Linked DNA regions of Mus musculus: regions 1, 3 and 4 are each linked to region 2. The links are chromatin contacts, called in public Hi-C, HiChIP or PLAC-seq and Micro-C maps. All regions are on one chromosome and are shown on one strand. Each heading gives the region's core, a stretch centred on a gene start, on an enhancer-like site or on the middle of the called end of the contact. The rest is flanking DNA. Distances are from core to core; before and after follow the strand shown. Region 1 holds the start of Sdf2 (stromal cell derived factor 2). Region 2 holds the start of Rilp (Rab interacting lysosomal protein). Region 3 holds the start of 2610507B11Rik (RIKEN cDNA 2610507B11 gene). Region 4 holds the start of Rskr (ribosomal protein S6 kinase related).

What was found. A called contact is a pair of places that touch in the nucleus more often than the background predicts. HiChIP or PLAC-seq counts read pairs in DNA pulled down with a chosen protein or histone mark.
Region 1: an H3K27ac HiChIP or PLAC-seq map of embryonic stem cells shows a contact between it and region 2, with 11 times the contacts expected there. The contact joins the promoter of Sdf2 here to the promoter of Rilp in region 2. A contact is called at or near these places in 5 of 39 promoter capture datasets (embryonic stem cells, liver and maxillary cranial neural crest) and 1 of 115 datasets of contacts at active chromatin or transcription factors (embryonic stem cells).
Region 3: a Hi-C map of B cells shows a contact between it and region 2, with 5 read pairs. The contact joins the promoter of 2610507B11Rik here to the promoter of Rilp in region 2. A contact is called at or near these places in 2 of 39 promoter capture datasets (both in embryonic stem cells) and 2 of 484 Hi-C or Micro-C datasets (B cells and embryonic stem cells).
Region 4: a Micro-C map of embryonic stem cells shows a contact between it and region 2, with 6 times the contacts expected there. The contact joins the promoter of Rskr here to the promoter of Rilp in region 2. A contact is called at or near these places in 4 of 39 promoter capture datasets (cranial neural crest, embryonic stem cells, hippocampal neurons and 1 more), 4 of 484 Hi-C or Micro-C datasets (all in embryonic stem cells) and 1 of 9 other capture datasets (embryonic stem cells).

What each region holds. Positions count from the first base shown.
Region 1 is chr11:78,244,339-78,247,653 of GRCm38.p6, forward strand. It overlaps Sdf2 (stromal cell derived factor 2), which reads left to right and starts at 1,408. Exons shown (of 3, transcript NM_009143.3): 1 at 1,408-1,832. The coding sequence starts at 1,658. It overlaps Supt6 (SPT6, histone chaperone and transcription elongation factor), which reads right to left and starts at 1,365. Exons shown (of 37, transcript NM_009297.2): 1 at 1,210-1,365.
Region 2 is chr11:75,508,620-75,512,108 of GRCm38.p6, forward strand. Rilp (Rab interacting lysosomal protein) reads left to right here and starts at 1,475. Exons shown (of 8, transcript NM_001029938.2): 1 at 1,475-1,753; 2 at 1,825-1,918; 3 at 2,013-2,119; 4 at 2,203-2,388; 5 at 2,670-2,815; 6 at 3,161-3,283. The coding sequence starts at 1,529. It overlaps Prpf8 (pre-mRNA processing factor 8), which reads left to right. Exons shown (of 42, transcript NM_138659.2): 40 at 1-41; 41 at 148-350; 42 at 516-828. The coding sequence ends at 670.
Region 3 is chr11:78,260,072-78,263,758 of GRCm38.p6, forward strand. It overlaps 2610507B11Rik (RIKEN cDNA 2610507B11 gene), which reads left to right and starts at 1,683. Exons shown (of 39, transcript NM_001002004.2): 1 at 1,683-1,846; 2 at 2,628-2,757; 3 at 3,519-3,568. The coding sequence starts at 1,779.
Region 4 is chr11:78,288,814-78,292,221 of GRCm38.p6, forward strand. It overlaps Rskr (ribosomal protein S6 kinase related), which reads left to right and starts at 2,028. Exons shown (of 12, transcript NM_001287206.1): 1 at 2,028-2,126; 2 at 2,611-2,856; 3 at 2,942-3,025; 4 at 3,149-3,217. The coding sequence starts at 2,070. 2610507B11Rik (RIKEN cDNA 2610507B11 gene) reads left to right here. Exons shown (of 39, transcript NM_001002004.2): 37 at 128-229; 38 at 473-607; 39 at 991-1,812. The coding sequence ends at 1,170.

The sequences.
Region 1 (3,315 bases), core at 158-2,657, 2.7 Mb after region 2:
AACACTGAAGACTCACAAACTGTGAGTGTTCAACAATAGAACTAAACTTTTTCTCCCCAAAATTAATTAAATTCAACGACTTCCACACATTGTAGCATACTTCAATGCTGGGGAGGGGGACCAGGCTCCTCCCTTCCTACAGGTTTATGGGCAGTTAACGGTTGCTAGGGGGGAGGGGCTCATCATGAGATCCCACCAACCCTAAGGATCGATAGTAATTCATGGTTGCTGGGGGAGGGGAACATTTTCTTTAGGGTTGTAGCCCAGGCTTCTCTGAATACTTCTTCACCCATGTACTTGTAAACCACCATAAATTAACTAATTGAGGCATACACACACACACACACACACACACACAAATTAATGAAAGTAATAAGTAATGGAGGATTCTGAAGAAGGGGAGCAGCGGGAATGGAGTGGGGCGGGATGAAAAACAAATTACCCTATGACCTTTGTATTACCGTGTCTTTTCATGTAATTATTACAGGAGACCCGCCTCCTAAAGGAAAACAGAAATCGATTCTTTCTGTAATACAGAGGAACTGCTTTACTTAAGATACTCGAGTACCTGATGTCAAACAATACACATTTCTGATTTAACAACCAATTCTAATATTTATGATAGGTCTTTGGCAAGTGTTCGAGGAAATGAATTATACAAGATGGAAGGCTCCAGGTACTTAAGTATAAACTCGCATCTTTAGAAAGGATTAAGGGACTTGCCCATATGTGGAAAAAAAACCGTATAATTACTCAACATTTTGTAAAGAGCTAACATTCAGCACAGTACACCCGCCTCATGGCTGAACTCTCGAAAGCTCAGCAGGACCCAAACGCCGGACTAATTAATCCGATCACCTGATGCCAAGTAAAGAAACCCTTAGGTCTCTCTTCTAGTCCCAATTTTTTGCGTGGCCCAGATTCCAGACGCCGCGGAGAAGATGGGATCCCAGAAAGCCTGTTGATTCAAGAGGTAACCCCAGGTCACAGGTTCCGGGTGGTACCGCGTGGAGAAAGGGCTGGAGACTCTGAGCAATCACGGTACTTTCCTGTCCTTTTCCCCCCTGGCAGATCAGGGAAAGCCAGGGCCCCCTTCCTTCCCGCAGTGGGGCACCCCAAAGCTTCTTCCCTTACGGGACCAGGCCCCAGGAGTCTGGCTCGCCACCTGCGCACCCACACACGCAACACACTCTCCAGGCTGAGCGTTACCTGCTTGAAGGCCGCTGCTTCTCCGCTACGCTAAGCTCCCACCGAAGAAAATGGAGTCGCCGATCAGAGACTGCAAAAGGATAGTCCGGACCCACCGCAAGGGCCCTCCGCAGCCGCCGCCACCACCACCACCACCGTCGCCGCTGCTGCGTTAACGTAGTACGTCACCTCCGGCTCTCTGTCACTGGGAGTGGGAGGGTCATTTCCTGCTGTCTTTTCCCCTCCGGCGTCTAGGGCTTTGGTTCCGAGTCCGCGAACGCCTAAGGAACGCAGCCGCCACAGAGCACCCAGTACAAAGTGAGGTCCCGAAGGCCTCCCGGGCCAGCGTGTTCTTTAAGCCGCTCTCGCCAAAGGAACCATAAAGATTCAGGTTAAGGAGTCTTCTCTTCCATCTTGGCGTAGTTCTACCCTCGGCTTCCGGTTCCGGGGACGGGCCTAATTTTCTTGGATGATTAGTTCTCTCGGATCTAGGATGGCTGTCTTGTCGCTTCTGTTGTTGGGTGGTTTGTGGAGCGCTGTGGGAGCGTCCAACATGGCTGTCGTTACTTGCGGCTCCGTGGTGAAGCTACTCAATACACGCCACAATGTCCGACTGCATTCTCACGACGTGCGCTATGGGTCAGGTACAGAGGGGGACTCACCGCTCTGGGTGGGCTGCCTAGGCCGGGTGAGCCTAGAAGGGGCGGGGCCTCGGAGTCTGAGGGCGTGGTCTGGGAAAGTTAGCCGTGCCCTATTTCTTGAAGAGGACGACGAGTTGCCAAGGAAACTTAGTCCTAATGTTAGTTTCTGTTTGATGAGCTGTGGGCCAAACGTGTTACATATATACTTTCCGGTTTTTAACATTGTATTGAGGACAGATACTAAAGTTATTTTCTTAGGTGAGTAAATAGACCTAGAGATATTGCTCAAAGCCAGCTAGTGAATGATGGAGACAGGGTTTAATCCAAATCTGTGCAGGTTCAAAATCTTTCAGATTCCATGGGCTGCCACTATTTTGTGCTGGAGAGAGGAGCATTTAGAGCAAGACAACATAAGCTGAATCTCAGATTTTAAATGTCACCTATTTTTAGCTCATATTTTTTGACACTCTAACTTAGCAATAACTTTCTTGTAAAGAATTTAAGCATTGACAGACATTGCAGAGGAAAGTCTGTTTTTTATCATGTGCAATTAAAATACTCACTTATTCGTGGGCTCATTCATTTGGCCTAGATTTAAAGAGCACTTTTAGTGTGTCTCGTATTGTTCTAGATACAGGAAATACAGTAGTGAATCAAACAATAAAACAAGACTAATGGGCAGGCGTGGTGGCCTAGGTCTGTAATTGTAGCACTCAAAAGGTTGAAGCAGGATTGTAACTTCAAGATCAGCCTAGCCTATATAGTGGGGGCTGTCTCAAAACAACAGAAGTTCAAAGGCTGGTAATTACTTCAGTGTTAGAGTATTTGCCGAGCATACGGAAAGCTTCTGCCCCCACACTGGAGGAAATAAAGTCATGAAGTTCGACAGGAGGTGTACTTGTGATATAATTTGAATGATTGATGATGCTATTTGCTAGAAAGGAAGTGACCTTCTAAGATGGTTAGTCTGTTCACAACTCTCAGAACCTGTCTTACCAGTTTAGTCCAGGGAGTATGTAGTCTTTACATTCCTAACCACCTCATTCAGTAAACACCTACTCAGGCTTACTACATTCTTTTTTTTTTTTTTTTTCTTTTTCTCGAGACAGGGTTTCTCTGTGTAGCCCTGGCTGTCCTGGAACTCACTTTGTAGACCAGGCTGGCCTCGAACTCAGAAATCCGCCTGCTGCTGCCTCCCAAGTGCTGGGATTAAAGGCATGCGCCACCACTGCCCGGCAGTTTTACTACGTTTTAATTTAATGTTTCCTGCTCTGGCTCTACTAAATAAAAATGGAGTTAGGCTGGGCGGTGGTGGTAGAGCAGGAGGCATTTAGTCTTAATATTCTGGAGGCAGAGAGAGGCAGGATCTCTGAAGACAGCCACTCTACCTAGAGAATTTCAGACCAGCCAGTGCTACACAGTGAGACACTGCCTCAACAAACAAAAATCCAAATTAGCAGTCGGGTGGTGGTGGGCCATTCCTTTA
Region 2 (3,489 bases), core at 225-2,724:
CCATCTTGGGATGGGGAGAAGACTATTATCATCACGTGCAGGTTGGTGTGGGCCTCTTGGGTGGAAATATTATAGAGCAGGCATTGCAGGCCAGGACCTGGATTGGTGGCTTGAGCGCTTACCCTGTCCCTGTCCCCCCCACCCCAGCTTCACACCAGGCTCCTGCACACTGACAGCCTACAAGCTGACACCCAGTGGGTATGAGTGGGGCCGGCAGAACACAGACAAAGGCAACAACCCCAAAGGCTACCTACCCTCGCACTACGAGAGGGTTCAGATGCTCCTGTCTGACCGATTCCTCGGCTTCTTCATGGTCCCCGCCCAGTCCTCCTGGAACTACAACTTTATGGGTACGTGGTTGTGTGTGCCTAGGAAGTGTGGGGTAGAGACAGGTGACCAGCATGCTTGGTCATCTTGTCATCTTGAGGTCTGGCTGCCTTGGAAACGGTCCAGGGGCCCAGGCTGGGTGAGGCAGGCAGAACCTTATTAACTTCTGATGTTTCCCCTCCCATTAGGTGTTCGACATGATCCCAACATGAAATACGAGCTGCAGCTGGCAAACCCCAAGGAATTCTACCATGAGGTCCACAGGCCCTCCCACTTCCTCAACTTCGCCCTTCTGCAGGAGGGTGAGGTCTACTCTGCAGACAGAGAGGACCTCTATGCCTAGTTACTTCCTTCTGCTTCAGATCCCCAAAGCCTGGAGCCTCTTGAACGCCCTCCCCAGACAAGCTGCTGACATTCAGCAGTCAGCCCCTTTGCGTTCTGTGCTTGTGTTGTTGATAGATTGTAATCCTGAACAAAATGTAATAAATTTTATAAATAGTGCTTTTGTTTTCTTGCTGTTATGAGGTCAAATTCTGGGCATAGGCGTTTGAGGATTGGGGACTAGCTTGGGCAGTTGACAGCAAGGTACTGGGCCCTGCCTTCAGAGCCTTGAGGCCTTCTCCGCTGGAGGCTTAGAGGCTCCCTAGACTCAGGGAGCTGAGTTGGGGCTGGCTTATTACTTTGAGCATATTTGCTGGTTTCTCTGTAAAAGTACTTGGAGTCTACCTATTTTCAACATCACTTCTTGGACTGTGTGGTCCTCCTATAGCTGTAGTGCCCGGTCTCGTTCATTTTTGTAAACTGTGTGGTTCCTAGTGGGGGAACATACTTAAGTGACTGTCCCTGCAGTCCAGTAGAGGCTGTTTGCTGACCTTCAGTCTTTCACCTCTTGGCAGCCAAGTCCAGGGGTGGAGCCCGGGTCAGGCGCTATGGGGAGGGCTTGCCTGAAGTGACCACTTACAGCTCTAGTCCTCAACTCTTGGATACCTGCCTGGAAGTTGGCCGACCTGTATCCAGTGACCTTGTAGGGCACAGGGAGCCCAGAGCACTCTCCCACTCCAGGGCCTTTTTCCCTATTTGTTCCTCCCGGGTTGCTTCTACCCCGCCCCTTATGGCCCTAAACTTCCTGGGCCGGAACTGTTAAGCTTTTTCCTGCACCAGTTAAGGGTGTGGGTGGCTTTTGACCTTAAGAGAGGAAAAAATGGAGCCCAGGAGGGCAGCGCCCAGGCTACCCAGTCAGGCCTCTTCTTCAGTGGGCGCAGGGTCAGCCGCCGAGCTCGTGTACCATCTAGCGGGGGCTCTGGGCACTGAGCTACAGGGGCTGGCACGCCGCTTCGGACCCGACGCGGCGGCTGGGCTGGTGCCACTAGTCGTGCGGGCGCTGGAGCTCTTGGAAAAGGCCGCCGTGGGGCCGGCTCCGGACTCGGTGAGTCACCGGCTCCTCCTTTTACCCCTGAGAGCCGGCAGGCCTAACCCTGAGACCCCTGGCTCCCCCAGCTGCAGGTGTCCGCACAGCAGGCAGAAGTGGAGCTGCGGCGGCTGCGCGAGGAGAACCAACGCCTCCGCCAGGAGCTAGGCTCCGGGCCGCAGGGTGAGTGAGGGTCCCACCGGAGCAGAGCGAGCTGGGGGCAGCCGGGGCCTGCGTACCCCAGAGATCGGTAGTGCTAAAGACACCCCTTCCTCAGAGGAGCGCGCGCTGCTCCGACAGCTCAAGGAGGTGACAGACAGACAGCGGGATGAGCTTCGGGCACACAACCGAGATCTGCAGCGCCGAAGCCAAGAGACCGAAGCGGTGAGGGCGGGGCCAGGCGGAGTGGGGTGGGGCCGCTACGGCCCTCGGAGCCCCGCCCCTAGCTCTCTCGCTCCACCCCCTAGCTGCAGGAACAGCTACAGCGCCTCCTGCTGATCAACTCTGAGCTGCGGCACAAGCTGGCTGCAGTGCAGACCCAGTTGAGGGCCGCCCAGGACCGGGAGAGGGAGCGCCAGATAGCTCAGGATGGCTCCAGCCAGCTGGCTAAAGAACAGAGCTTGGAACCTGATGCGGCAACCTCAGATGACCCGGTAAGAGACGGAGCGAAGTCAAAATACATCCCAGAGCTCACAGCATTCAGCAGTTGATGACCCAGCCTGGGTTTACCTGGCATGGATGTACCATGCAGTATAGAAGGTACCCAGGAAGTTGGAAGGTAGCAACAGCAGTTGTGTGCTATGTACACCTATGTAGCAGCAACTTTGTCCTCTAAGTTTTCCCAGCAGACACTTCCCATAATATTATTGTGAGCGCTGGGACTTAGGGAAGAGCTAAGACAGACTGCTCTCTGACCATTCCTGACCTTGTACAGGTGGATACTCAGAAGCAGCCAGGGAACCTTCCAGAAGCTGTCCAGTGTGGATTCAGCAGGGAAGAGCTTAAGCAAATCCTTCAGGAGCGGAATGAGCTCAAAGCCAACGTGTTCTTGCTCAAGGAGGAGTTGGCGTACTTCCAGCGGTGAGGGACTGGAAGCCAGGATGCCTGTTCCTGGTCACCCCACCTTATTTTTTGGATCGTTTATAGATCAGCAGTGACAATTGCCAGGGTCCTGCTCAGGCACTGGGAAGAAGTAACTTCCACAGTCCTTGCCCTTCTGGAACCTCACTCAAACAGGGCAGCACCAGGGGTCACCAAACTGAAGCAGCAAGCCTTATCCTTAGGAGGGGCCATCTAAGCTCATTTCAGAGGTGTTGGCGGTATAGAGCTTTCACGGGTTTCCAGGGGAAACAGTGAGCAGAGCTCAGGTACTTGATTGACACCTCCTGTTGGCCTTCCCACTTTCTTCCCTTCCTGCTTCTCTAGAGAGCTGCTCACAGATCACCGTGTTCCTGGGCTTCTGCTTGAAGCCATGAAGGTGGCAGTCAAGAAACAGAGGAGGAAGATCAAGGCCAAGATGTTAGGGACACCTGAAGAAGCAGAGAGCAGGTAAGATCCTGCCTCTGTGCTCACCAAACGAACCCCTTGGCCTGCTGCAGTTCTGCTGTGCCCAGTGATACAACTTAGCTGTGCCTGGCACCTCACTCAGCCTGCTCTCCAGCTGCCGTCCTTTCCTCTGGAATCCACTGCTCCCGCTTGCCCCGGCTGCTATGCCTCCTGCTGAAGAAACTGTCCATGCTACTTCTCCAGACTCA
Region 3 (3,687 bases), core at 433-2,932, 2.8 Mb after region 2:
GGATTTGAACTCCGGACCTTTGGAAGAACAGTGGGGTGCTCTTACCCACTGAGCCATCTCACCAGCCCCCCCAATACCAGTTCTTGAGTCCTGGTGAGCCTGATTCTGGTCTCGCCTTAGTTACATTGTTACTCTGCCACCCCTGCTGCATGCAGAGAGACCCCCAAAAGATGAATTCCAGTATGGAAATGTGTTGTGATGCCTCATTGACTTGAATTGAGTTCTTAGATCCTACCTGAACACTGAGAAACCACACTTGAACAAAAAGCTACAGATTTTGAAGATGAACCGGTGTGTGTAGTTTAGAGGATAGTTTGTGGATTTTGAGGATGGAAATCAATTCCTCGGGCCAGCAAGTGCCTTTACCTATAGATCCATCTCACAGGCCTTGAAGTTGTTATTTGAAGAGGCCAATCAAAAAAATCTGGAAGAATTATATGCAGATTAGGATCTGAGAACCAAGAACACAAAATACTTCATAATACCTTGGAACCATCTGGATTTCTTTATCTGGTACTGTGTTTATCTGGTACTGTGTTAGTAAGTCATTAGTCAGACACTGACTCATGAGAATAAGCATAACAGACCTTATCTACTTCCTTCATTTAACAATGAAGAATGCAAAATTCACTCTGGCTTGATTTGACCTTGAACTCTGTATTTCATGTAATTAAAATTGCTTCCCAGATAATCTGTAAAGGGTAAAACAATATTCACTATTTCTATATTTCACCCTGTTCTGGGTGGTGCTATACACAATCGCACAAACCTAAAAATACAGAATGGCTCTCCCCATGAAGGATGTTAGAAGATACTATCTGGCCCAGGCATGGTGACACATGCCTTTAATCCTAGCACTTGGGAGGCAGAGGCAGGCAGATTTCTGAGTTCGAGGCCAGCCTGGTCTACAGAGGGCTACACAGAGAAACCCTGTCTCAAAAAAAAAAAAAAAAAAAAAAAAAAGATAAGAAGATACTATCTGGAACAGTATTCAGACAGTAAACAAAGTTGGTTTCCTTGTGGGGTGAGATGATAGATAGCTGAGGTCTTTGAATTACCTCTTAATTTTCTCTGTAATCTTTTCAGACAGGATCACTTATGACCTACAGACACATAACTTTTGTTGTTGTTGTTTTGTTTTTTTGAGACAGGGTTTCTCTTTATAGCCCTAGCTGTCCTGGAACTCACTTTGTAGACCAGGCTGGCCTCAAACTCAGAAATCCGCCTGCCTCTGCCTCCTGAGTGCTGGGATTAAAGGCCTGCACCACCACGCCCGGCACCAGCCAGGCCGGCTCTTAATGGCCTAGGGAATGCGTTTTGGAAGTGGAACCTCAAAGTGGTAGAAACGACCCATCCTGGTCACCGCCCGGCGAGCTCGTGCGGACTCCGATCCCCCGCCCTCAGCGCGAACCCGGAGCTCCGCGGCGTGCCGCGCAGGCTGCGCTCTAGGTGTAGCGCGCAGGACCGCGCGTTCGCGGTCCGCCCCGCCCTCCCTCTCCAGAGCCACGCCTCCACTCCGCGCAAGCCGCTGGTCGGCCCTCAGGGCTCGCGCACGCGCGCGCGGGTTGGGGCGGGTCGGGGCGGGTCGGGGCGGGTCGTGGAGGGAGCCAGCCGGCTGGTCCACGAGCCGCCGGGGCGGGGACACGCGCGCGCGCACTAACGCTTCCTCGCCGTGCGTGTGCGTGCGCGGCCGAAGCCCGCCGCGGCGCTGTGCGGTTCCGGCGTCAGGGCCCGGCATGGCGGGGGTCGGGGCCAGGCCGGGCCGGACCCGGACCTAAATGCCTCTATTTCTCTCCGCGCTGTTGGTCTTGCTGCTGGTTGCGCTTAGCGCACTCTTCCTAGGCCGGTGAGGGGATTCTAGCCACAGGGTCGGGGGGGTCGAGGAAGACCGGCTGGAGGAGGCGCGGGTTGGTCGGGCGCCTTAGGCGGAGGGGGCGCGAGCAGGAGGGGGCGCTCAGCCGAGGCGAGGGGAAGCGAGGTGGGGGCAGGGGCGCTGAAGCATCTGGCTGGACCCGAAGCAATGTCCAGTCCGGGAACCGAATGTTTGCGTGTGAGGGAGGGGGCCTCCCTCGGTGGTCTCCCTTTCCTGCCCCGTTCGCCTCCGTGTCCTCTTCCCAGATTGCGAAGGGCACCTGCAGCCGCGCCCTGCAGAGAGGTCGGGAGGACTGGCTGGCTAGAGCAGAGCGGTGTTTGAGCAGTTCCGAGAGTGACCTCTGCCTTCTCGGAAACGGCTGCAGGGTGGGGACGCAGACAGGGACCCTCTAAGGAGTGTGCGATGACGTATTTAACACGACTGCCTTCACTTTGCCTTTTGAGGACCTCTTTTTACTTTGGGTTCCTAAAGATTTGAGGGTTTCTTTGTTTATTCTTTCTTTCTTTCTTTTTTTTTTTTTTTTTTTTTTTTTTTGACCTCTTTTAGAGGGTGAGTTTCGTTTGCCTAGTTTTGTTTGAATTTAGGGGCCCGTAGTTCTGGTTGTTGTGCCTAAATGAGTATGACTAGAGAAATATTTTAGGAAAATCGTAAAGTTCCTAAGAAAAATCCGGCTTCAGGATACCACCCCTTGCAAGGCCTTTCTAGAATCAAAAAGGGTAGAGGGTCTTATAATCCAACTGTTTTTTTTCTGCAGGTGGCTTGTGGTCCGGTTGGCCACCAGGTGGTGTCAGCGCAAGTTGCAGGCAGAGCTAAAGATTGGCTCCTTCCGATTTTTTTGGATCCAGAATGTCAGTCTTAAGTTTCAGCAGCACCAGCAGACGGTGGTGAGTTCCGGGAATTGCAGAGAGAAAGAGAGAGAGAGAGAGAGAGGAGAAGGGCGGGAGTGTGTGGTGTGTGTGTTGGTTTGGAGGGGGTTTCAAACTTTAGCTTCCTCCATGGGTAGTTTTCCTAGTTAACTCCACCCTTGTTGTTGTTGTTTTTGTTGTTGTTATTATTATTATTGTCAAGAGGATCTTAGGAGCTACTTGGAGGACTCTGCAATAGATGCCAGTTGTTTCAAGTGTTTATGGGACTAGATCTGGTGGTATAAACCTGTAATTCTTGTTTCTCAAGAGGCCGAAGCAAGAGAATTATAAATTCAAGCTCTGCCTAGGCAACTTAGTGAGTGCTTCTCTCAAAATTAAAATGAGCTGGAATAGTGGTTCAGTGGTAGAGCCTGGTATCTGCTGGGTCCTCTTTAGTATCTAGTACCAAACTAATGACACAGAGTATCCAGGGTATGGAAGAAAGATATGGAAGTAAACAGAGAAAGATTACAGGAAACAGCAAACTCACTGTTCTAATTTAAGAGAGGAAATAGGGTGGCAACTTGTTCATAAAAAGAGAACTGCTAAGCAAATTCAGCTAACATCATCATGAGGAGCAGGATAGCCACGTTGATCAGAGAAACCAGGGAAAGAGGATTTGTCGGGAGGACCAATAGAACTCCCTTCTCCTGGGACTCAGGACCTTTGCTGGTTCATAAACCTGCCCATCATTGATTTCCTAGCAACCAGGTACACGGCTGTCTTTACTGTCATTTTAGGAAATTGACAACTTGTGGATTTCCAGCAAACTCCTTAGCCATGATCTGCCGTGAGTACTCTGTGTCCTTACTCTGCCCTTGAGGAATATTTTGAGGTTGAGTTTTGACAATAAAATTCTTCTACGGAGACATTTTAGTCGAGGTGGGAGGGACGTTCTTGCTGGAGTCT
Region 4 (3,408 bases), core at 778-3,277, 2.8 Mb after region 2:
TCTGTGGACCTGGGTGGGTGTTGTTCCTTTGGTCTTAAGTCTTCTCCAGGACTGAGAGTGGAGTAATTTAGCATCTTGGGTTGCTCTGGTGGTTTTAGGGCTTATGCTCCTTTTCTGTCTTTCCCAGCACCCAGTTGATGATATTGACAAGATGAAAGAGCGAGCTGCCATGAACAACTCCTTCATATATATAAAAATCCCACAAGTTCCACTGTGTGTCAGTTATAAGGTATATTCCATCCCAGCACTTAGAGTAGGAAGGGGACTAAAGATTATAGACAGGGTGACAGTTGGGCTTCCTGTGAAAGTGGGCCATGGGTGACAAACCTGTCCTGCTTTCTGCAGGAGTCAGCCCCATCACCAGAATGGGAGGGAATTCAAATATGTCGGTTGCTGTTGTAGGAATTCTACTCAGAGTTCTGGCTTAGATTCAAAATGGCAGCTCTTTTCCCTCTTTCTCTTCCTGTTGCAGGGTGAGAAGAACAGTGTGGACTGGGGCGACCTTAACTTGGTGCTACCCTGTCTGGAGTACCACAACAACACGTGGACATGGCTGGACTTTGCCATGGCTGTCAAAAGGGACAGCCGAAAAGCTCTGGTTGCCCAGGTATCTCGCCAGGGCTCATGGCTGTTTCGTTAGCAGGGACTGGCAAGCACATTGCCTTTTTAAGAGCCTTCTCTTCTGTGCTGTATTAAGAGATGGCCAGGAAAGGGGCAGATAATGACTGATCTGTCCTTGTTTGTCCATGCCTTTGCCCTGGTATGCTAGTGACTCATTAATTTTGAGGGAATTAAGGGCTTCTACAACATCAGCTTTATGATGGTTCTGATTAGATTGTAAGCTTCTTACAAGCAGACTATTATCTATATACTTTGAAGTGCCCTTTTGTGTTTACATATAAGCTTAATAAATCTTTGAATTGGTTCACTTTAAATTGTACACCCCGTTTCACTAATTTTTCCTTTCCTTTTATTCCTTTCCACTGCCAGGTAATCAAAGAAAAACTAAGGCTGAAACCTGCAACGGGGTCTGAGGTCCGGGGAAAGCTAGAAACAAAGTGTGACCTGAACATGCAACAGCAGGAAGAAGAGAAAGCTCGGCTCCTCATTGGTTTAAGTGTGGGCGACAAGAACCCTGGCAAGAAGTCCATCTTCGGCAGGCGCAAGTGATGTGGAGACCCAAGTGACTACAGTATAGAATTGACTCTGGCTCAGGATCCAGGGACTTGAGGGTGGGCAGAGCTTCCCTTCATCCTGCAGGATTTGTGGGGCATATGGGAACTGAGAGACATTGTTCAACAGCTGGCCTGTCCCTGCAGGGCATGGTGGACAAAGCGCTGGGTTCCCTCTCATGGGATTAGACCCAGGGCCACAGGGGCAAGAAAACCAGAAGACCCAGGGATTGTGTCCAAGCCTAGTATCCTGCTCTTTCGGGGCAACAGAAAGGGTTGGGGGATAGTTTTGATCAAGTATGATAAATTTTTATAAAGATATATATATATAAAACATATATATATATTTCTAAATGTAATTGCTCTCCCTTTGTGCCAATAAGCTAAGGGAAGGAGTCTGATCCTCTGTGCCTCACTCCACTGCCTTGTTGTCTAAGAGGTGTTGGGTTTGGGGGATAAACTTCCCAGTCTGTGCTCACTTGGGAGGATGGCATTAGGAGCCAGGGCTGGCCATGGGTACCTTACTTTCCTCCCTGGGGTATGCCCAGGAGAATGGAGAAAAAAGAGATTTAAAGAAAAAATATTTTAAATTTGATGTTGGCCTTTTTTAATTGTATTGAGTAAAAGCGTTCAAGTTGTCTGTGTCCTTCCCTCCTCACTAACCCAACACATTTTTTAACTGCCCCAGTAATGACTGGTCTTGTCTTTCTCCTCTGCCTTGAAGTCTTACCACAATCACATATACTTCCCAGTTTGGGTATGATGCTGACCTAAAGCTGATGGGTCTGTGTACACTGGAAGAGGTGGGGCTCATGGGTAATGCAGCATCAGAGGGAGGAATTGCTTATGTAACTTGGACAACAGATTTAGCAGCGCGAAAAGAGGCAGAGGCTGGAAATGGGAGCAGTAAGCTGTCGGCAGGGACAACACACCCGGGTGTCTGCTCCTCAGAAGGTAGGGTATGGGGCTCTGGTATAGGCTCTGGCTGCCTATGGGAGGGAAATGAAAGATGTAGGGGCCTGAGGCTAGAAAGTGCCCAGTTAGGAGACTGTCACTGATATCCATTGTTGGGGTGGGCATAAAGGCTATAGAACTCACTTATGCACAGGTTGTATTCCTGTTTTGTTGTGAAAACATAAACCTGTTATTGTCATGGAGATTTTGAATTAAGTCAAGGAAATTTAGGTCACATCACAAAGCCTGGGAATTTTCCTTCCCTCTAGATAAGTGGTTGTCAGCATGTGTGTTGTGACTCCTTTCACACGGGTTACATTAGATATCCTGCATATCAGGTACTTATACTGCAGTTATGAAGTAACAGTTTTATGGTTGGGGGTCACCACAGCATTGGTTAAGACTAGAGGAAGGGGTGCCTGTTAAGATGGGCAGAACCTGCAGTGCTTCATGAGCAGGCTTAGAATGGCTCCCTTCTCAGCAGGGTGACAACATCCAGGGTCACTGGGTCCAAGGCTGGAAGAGCCTCTGGTGTGGTATGGGGACCATCAGGTCAGGTCTGGAAGAACTATGGGGACTACAGAGGCATCAGTGCCTACATCAGGAGCTGCTCCAGCCAGCCCCACTGCTACTAGAGAAGCCTCAGTCTGAGTGGCCAGTGCCTCAGTTCATCAGCCTCTTTCTACCAGAGTTTCCCGTGAGGCCTGTTAGGGAGCAGCAGGAGCTGAAGGTAGGTCACCATAGCCCCTGGGAAGTGTCTGTTTTAGGGAGGAATCTACAAACAACCAGTCTCAGTTTCCCTCTTCTTTGTTCAGATTTTAGGCCTTGTGGCTAAAGGTTCGTTTGGAACTGTCCTGAAAGTGCTAGATTGTGCCCAGAAAGCTGTATTTGCAGTGAAGGTAGGAAGTCAAGCGATGTAGCTTACTCAGTAGATCCTGTTTACAATCTTTAGTTCCAGAGATTAGGGGGAACAAGTTAAAATAGCATGATTTTCATGAGTTACCATGCCTCTACACTTATAGGTGGTGCCCAAAGTAAAAGTTCTACAGCGGGATACGCTGAGGCAGTGCAAAGAAGAGGTTAGCATCCAGGTATGCAGAGTTCTGAAAGCATGGCTGGAGACCTGAATTTGTTGGAGAAAGTACCTTTTTCCAACTTACCTGGTTTTCTTGGGTCTACCTTCCCTGTATGTGTCCGTCCTGGAGTAGATAGCACCAAAGTAAATCCTGAGAAAAGTAGTTATTAGCTGAGGACAAGCTCCAAGTTCTGCCAGGGGACTCTA